2 separate regions of the Triticum aestivum genome follow, and region 1 is linked to region 2. The links are chromatin contacts, called in public HiCAR-type maps. All regions are on one chromosome and are shown on one strand. Each heading gives the region's core, a stretch centred on a gene start, on an enhancer-like site or on the middle of the called end of the contact. The rest is flanking DNA. Distances are from core to core; before and after follow the strand shown. Region 1 holds the start of LOC123147692. Region 2 holds the start of LOC123147663 (malate dehydrogenase, mitochondrial).

What was found. HiCAR-type assays count read pairs that join an accessible place to other places.
Region 1: a HiCAR-type map of leaf shows a contact between it and region 2, with 4 times the contacts expected there. The contact joins the promoter of LOC123147692 here to the promoter of LOC123147663 in region 2. A contact is called at or near these places in 1 of 5 Hi-C or Micro-C datasets (leaf) and 1 of 1 datasets of contacts at active chromatin or transcription factors (leaf).

Annotation. Positions count from the first base shown.
Region 1 is chr1B:673,321,684-673,324,383 of IWGSC CS RefSeq v2.1, forward strand. LOC123147692 reads left to right here and starts at 1,286. Exons shown (of 9, transcript XR_006473397.1): 1 at 1,286-1,509.
Region 2 is chr1B:672,850,990-672,853,689 of IWGSC CS RefSeq v2.1, forward strand. It overlaps LOC123147663 (malate dehydrogenase, mitochondrial), which reads left to right and starts at 1,285. Exons shown (of 7, transcript XM_044566933.1): 1 at 1,285-1,705; 2 at 1,815-1,988. The coding sequence starts at 1,469.

The DNA of each region.
Region 1 (2,700 bases), core at 36-2,535, 470 kb after region 2:
CCACTGCTAATACACACAACAGTGGCGGGTAGAGATTATAGTTGTGGCGGGCCATAACTTTTTCCCGCCACTACGGCACTACCATAGTAGCGGTGGCAGGAGGTCAGTGGCGGACGATCCTGAGAGCCTGGCCCGTCACTACTAGGCTTTTTGCACCCGCCACTGTTGGGCATTCCTGTAGTAATGATATCCTACCTAATATGAATGTGTAATTAATTTCTTCCCAAATATTAACGTGCATTGCACATACACATGTACTAGTTGAAGTTTAGTGACAGATAGTTGAAATTCAGTGACGGATAATAATTTGATATCATTGCGGTGGGAAAACCGACCCGATTTTCTGCGCCCGACCGGGGCAGAAGGTGGGAGTGTGGAGGCGTGTCTTCGGCGGATCTGCCTTTGGTGGATTCGCTCGAATCTGTTCGTCATTCGTCTACGTTCATGTGTCTTCAGGTTGTATCCTTCCGACTTACGCTACTCTTCAGCGGTGGTGGTTGTTGTTCTGATGCGCTTGTCCTATGGGGCCTTAGCACGATGACTTCCCGACTGCCTACTACAACAAGCTTTGCCCGGCTCCGGTGAGGGAGGGACGATGAGGTGGCGCGCCTTCAGCTTGCTTGAGTGTTTGTAGTTGTCGCTAGATGCTCTATGAATCTGAATGTAATTTTTATTATTTCTGGTGTTCATTGTACTGCCATGATTGAAGATAAATAGTTTGGATGTTTTACCGCCAAAAGAAAAAGATCATTCACAGCGAGTGATTATTGCAGTTTTACGTGTCCCTATTCCTTAATGTCTATTTAGTGCATTTTTCAAGCTTCAGCGAACGGCAACCAAGCGAAAGAAAAAACAAAAACAATACGATTTTCAATGTATTTTGTTTTTTACATATTATTTCTTTTTTTGCGGGGGATTTTACATATTATTTCGTGTCGTGTTGTCATTTAATTGTATTATCTTGTTAACTACTTCAGCTTGGGACAAATTTTTCAGACAGAGGGAGTATAAGATACGAGATGCCCTTTTGAGTATCTTCTAAAAAAAAGTGTAAGAGCATTCGAATAACATGTTTTTTTAAGCGAGACAAGATTAATGTATGTTTCTGTAAAAATAATAATTAACACAAAGGCTGTACAATCTGCTCCCTAAGAAATCGCAGTGCGTGGGCTCTAATGGGCTCGAATCGCCTTGGCACGGGCCCTGGAGGAAGAGCATTGGCCCATTAAGAAAAATCACTGTCTTTGCTAAAAACAAATCATTATTCTTTTTTTTTTCACTCTCGTCAGTGGACAGAGTTAACCGGAGAGGAAAAAGGGAACACGAAACCACCGTGGCTGCAATGGCGTCGCCCGCTCCCGCGAAGCCCGTCGCTCTCCGGCGGCCGCCGGTCCCAATCCGCGGCGGGTTCTGCCCGGCGCGTCCGTCCATGGCTGCGGCGGCAGGCCGGTTCAGAGTCTCGGCCTCCGCTTCCGCGTCGGACGTGCCCGACTTCCTCTCCTCCGACTGGTCGGTACCCCCGTCCCGTACTACTAGCTTCGATTGCCCTGTCGTGTTTCGTTCCTGGCTCTGGATACACACGCATGCCAGACTCTATGTCGATTGGATTACCTGGTAGCAGACCGGGGGGATTTTGGGTAGCTTAGCCAGGCAGAGAATTTGGGCAGTGGGCATTTCTTGGGATTTGATGTCCCTGTCCTCTCATCTAGCATCTATAATGGGGTACTATATGCTTAGAATTTTAGCATGGAAGAAGGAGCACTGTTTCCATTAGGATATATGACTCGGGATCAGATCAAAATTAGAAGAAGAAAAACTGCCATTTTCTAGCCAGATTGTGTATTCAGAATTTCAGATGCATATCTTGACTCAGTTCTGTATGCCACTAGAAATCATCGACTTGTTATTCTTATCGACGATGACAAAAATCACCTCCGTCCCCGCAGTGGTAGTGTGCAGGCTTGACAAAGGCCATTAGAGGTCAGATTAAATGGACTGCTATTTTCATGGTTTGATAAAGCCAAGTAGCCAACTATCAAGTCCTCATCCTTCATTTTTGTCACAACAAAGAGTACTAGATGGATCTAACTGACACCAATGCCGCGATTTGGTGTTCTATCAAACGACGACATACCATATTAGTTATGCCAGAGCCCAGAGTTCATTTTCACCATTCAGCTACTAAAACAGTCCTGCTTCTGTTGCCTTTTCTTTTCTGGGGCTGTAATGTTAAACTGATACTCTAGTTGGCCGTTTGGGGCTTCACTGATTTATAAAGCCAGGAAGATGCCTTTCATGTAAAAAAGAGTAACAGCCTTAGCTGTAGATAGTACAGGCATGGGCGCAAGAGTGCCGGGCATCATGCCAGCTATTCAGTCAGTTGGATTTGCTTGAGTAAACATAACAACACCATGACAGTTAGACCTGAGAAGCATGTTATGTACTGGTTCTGTGGGTCTGCAGAAGTAGGGAGGGATGTGGTTGAGAGGAGGAGGGCATCTGGGGTCCTTCTCTTGGTGTGGCACAGGGAAGCACAACTCTTCAATCCCCTTATGCTGAGGGCACACATTAAGTTGACCTCTTATCTCCTATAGGAAGCAAACTAAATCTTATCCCTAGCAAACCAAATCTTATCTAATCGAAGTCTATCCAGACATTTCCTCCATCTGGAATGTGTGTCAACTGCATGTTTTTAGTGTG
Region 2 (2,700 bases), core at 35-2,534:
CTCGAGGAGCTGGCATTGGGGACCTCGTCGGCGAGAGATTGCTGTTCGTCCAGACTAAGCGGAAGGGAAGATGATGCCGATGCGACGAAGATGCCGGCACGAATGCCACCACGCATATGAAAAGGACCCTTTGGCACAGCTGCTTCGCGCGCCTCGTCTTCCTCATCGTGGACGCAGGCACATCCCCTGCTATGGCCTTGCTGAAGTCAGCCGCCGCATGTCCCTCTTTCCCTTGCAAAACCACGACCTTCCCTCTGTTCTGCCGTTAGACGCCGGGCCACGCCGATGCACCCCGTGAGGCCGTGACCTTCTTTTCTTGTCCTCTCCGTATAGTTGATGCCAAGGCGAGCTCTATAGAGTGCGCTAGCGCCGCCACGGTGCGCCCATGCACACAGCTGCAGCACCACGTCCGTAGTCTCGCATCCACCAGCGCCGCGCTACTATAGCGCCGCCGCACACACAGGACACCCCGAGAAGAGAAAGAGCCCTCCATTGTGCTCGTCGACGTTGTCGCAGATACTGAAAAATTCGCATGCCTGTGGTCGCCCTCGCCGCGCGTGCCGGCGTCCGTAAAGCTGCAGTGGGAGGCGGCCATGACGACCTGCTCAAGCCAGCGCGGGGTCAAGAGTAAGGAGAACGGCGGGTGGGATGAGAGCGTGCGCTCACAAGAGTGCCATGGCGCGCGCGTGCGTGCGTGTTACACTATGTCAACCCAGCCAGCGACGAGTGCGATGTTCAAGATGGGTATAGGAAGTGGATGGAGGGGCAGTGTGGATGCTCCGGCGGAGAGCTATGCACGCTCGCTAATGGCCAGGTCGATGACGTTTGCCACGATGCGCGGCTCATCTCTTCCGGCTGCATCTGCCCCCGTCAATGTGTAGCTTGTTAACTCGCCCCCACCTCCCCAGGAGCATCTACCCTATTGCCATTGATTGAGAAGAGAGGAAAGGGAACATGATTGTGCCTTTCCCGGTGCGCCAAACATATCTAGGGTTAGAATAGACCGGGATTGGAACATTCAGGGTATCAACTTGCGGGATTTAGAGGTGAGCGTCGACGTCTACAACCTCAGGGTTTACTTCAGACTCCACTCATTTCAAGATGATGCCGGTCAGTCTTTCGGAGATGCTAACAAGGGTGTGTGCGTTCGTAGGGATGAGTGTATGCACGTGTGCTCGCGCTGGATGCCATCGTGCAGGTCGCTCGCTGTGAACAAGTGGTGCGCAGGTGGTACAACCACACTCGTGCGGTCGTGCCTCGGCCAGCAAAACCCACCACCACACCCACACGGGTGAATCGAAACAAAGCGTCGCATCGGCGGTGACGGCGAAACTTTGGATCCCATCCACCCCTTCTCCGCTCCTCTTTAAAGCCGCCGCCCGTCCCCCTCTGCGTTCCACCGCACTACCGCCAGCGCAGCGACACCAGAGCTCGTTCGATAGCTTAGAGCGGAGGCGAGGAGGAGGAGATGAGGATGTCGCTGCTGAGATCCGCGTCGCAGCACCTGCGCCGCCGCCGCGGCTACTCGTCGACGCCCGCGCAGCCGGAGCGGAAGGTGGCCATCCTCGGCGCGGCGGGCGGCATCGGCCAGCCGCTGGCGCTGCTCATGAAGCTCAACCCGCTCGTCTCCTCCCTCTCCCTCTACGACATCGCCGCCACGCCCGGCGTCGCCGCCGACGTATCCCACATCAACACCCGCGCCCTGGTACGTCCGCCCCTACCCCGTCTCCCTCCCTTCCCCGCCGGCTAGCTCCAGTTCGGCCGGCTGGATCTGTGCGCTAATCTGCTTCGTGGCTCCGCAAATCCGTCTGCAGGTGAAGGGGTTCGTCGGGGACGACCAGCTCGGGGAGGCGCTGGAGGGCGCCGACCTCGTCATCATCCCCGCCGGGGTGCCCCGCAAGCCCGGCATGACCAGGGACGACCTCTTCAAGATCAACGCAGGGATCGTCAAGGGCCTCTGCACCGCCATCGCCACGCACTGCCCCAACGTAAGCCCCCTTATCACCCACTCTGCCGCCATGTCGCTCTAGATCTGCAGTTCAGCGGATGCCACACAGCTAGATTTGGTTGCCAGATGCGGCAATCCAGCGTTTCCCTGCTCGGAATTGCTTCTACTACTTGCTGACGGTTGTAGTATGTATGTTTTCCGTTCATTTCTGATCTGGGGCGTAGGGACGGAGCAGCCGAATTGTTGCATAGGATTGCTCTGTACTAGTAGTCCAGAACAGTCGTTTGCCTAAAATGAACCCAACTGCCACAGCCAAGTCAGGTGTTACTTTCCTGCCCCAAATCTGTAGGCTGCTTCTAGTAGGAGGCACACTTGGTTCAGACCTCGTTTTACAAGTTTAAAACAATGGTTTGCTCCAAATGAATCGAATTGCCACTGCCAGTCGGCTGTATGCTTTGCATTCAGCGATGATCTGGGGGAGAGCAGTCACGTAATAGTCGCATCATAGGATGACTGCCACTGTGTTTGCCCAAAATTGAGCCCAACTGCCACTACCAAGTCAGGTGTTTCTTTTCTGCCTCAGTGTTTAGACTGTTTCTGCTTCAGGCCTTGTTTTACGATTTATGTTCTGGGGCAGTTCAGTCACATTGCTGCATATCTTTTTCGTGAATACACAAAGTTTGTGTATCTTTCATTGGTAGAAGAGTGAAATAAGTTACAAAGTCTTCGGCACTCAACACAATGGAGTGCCG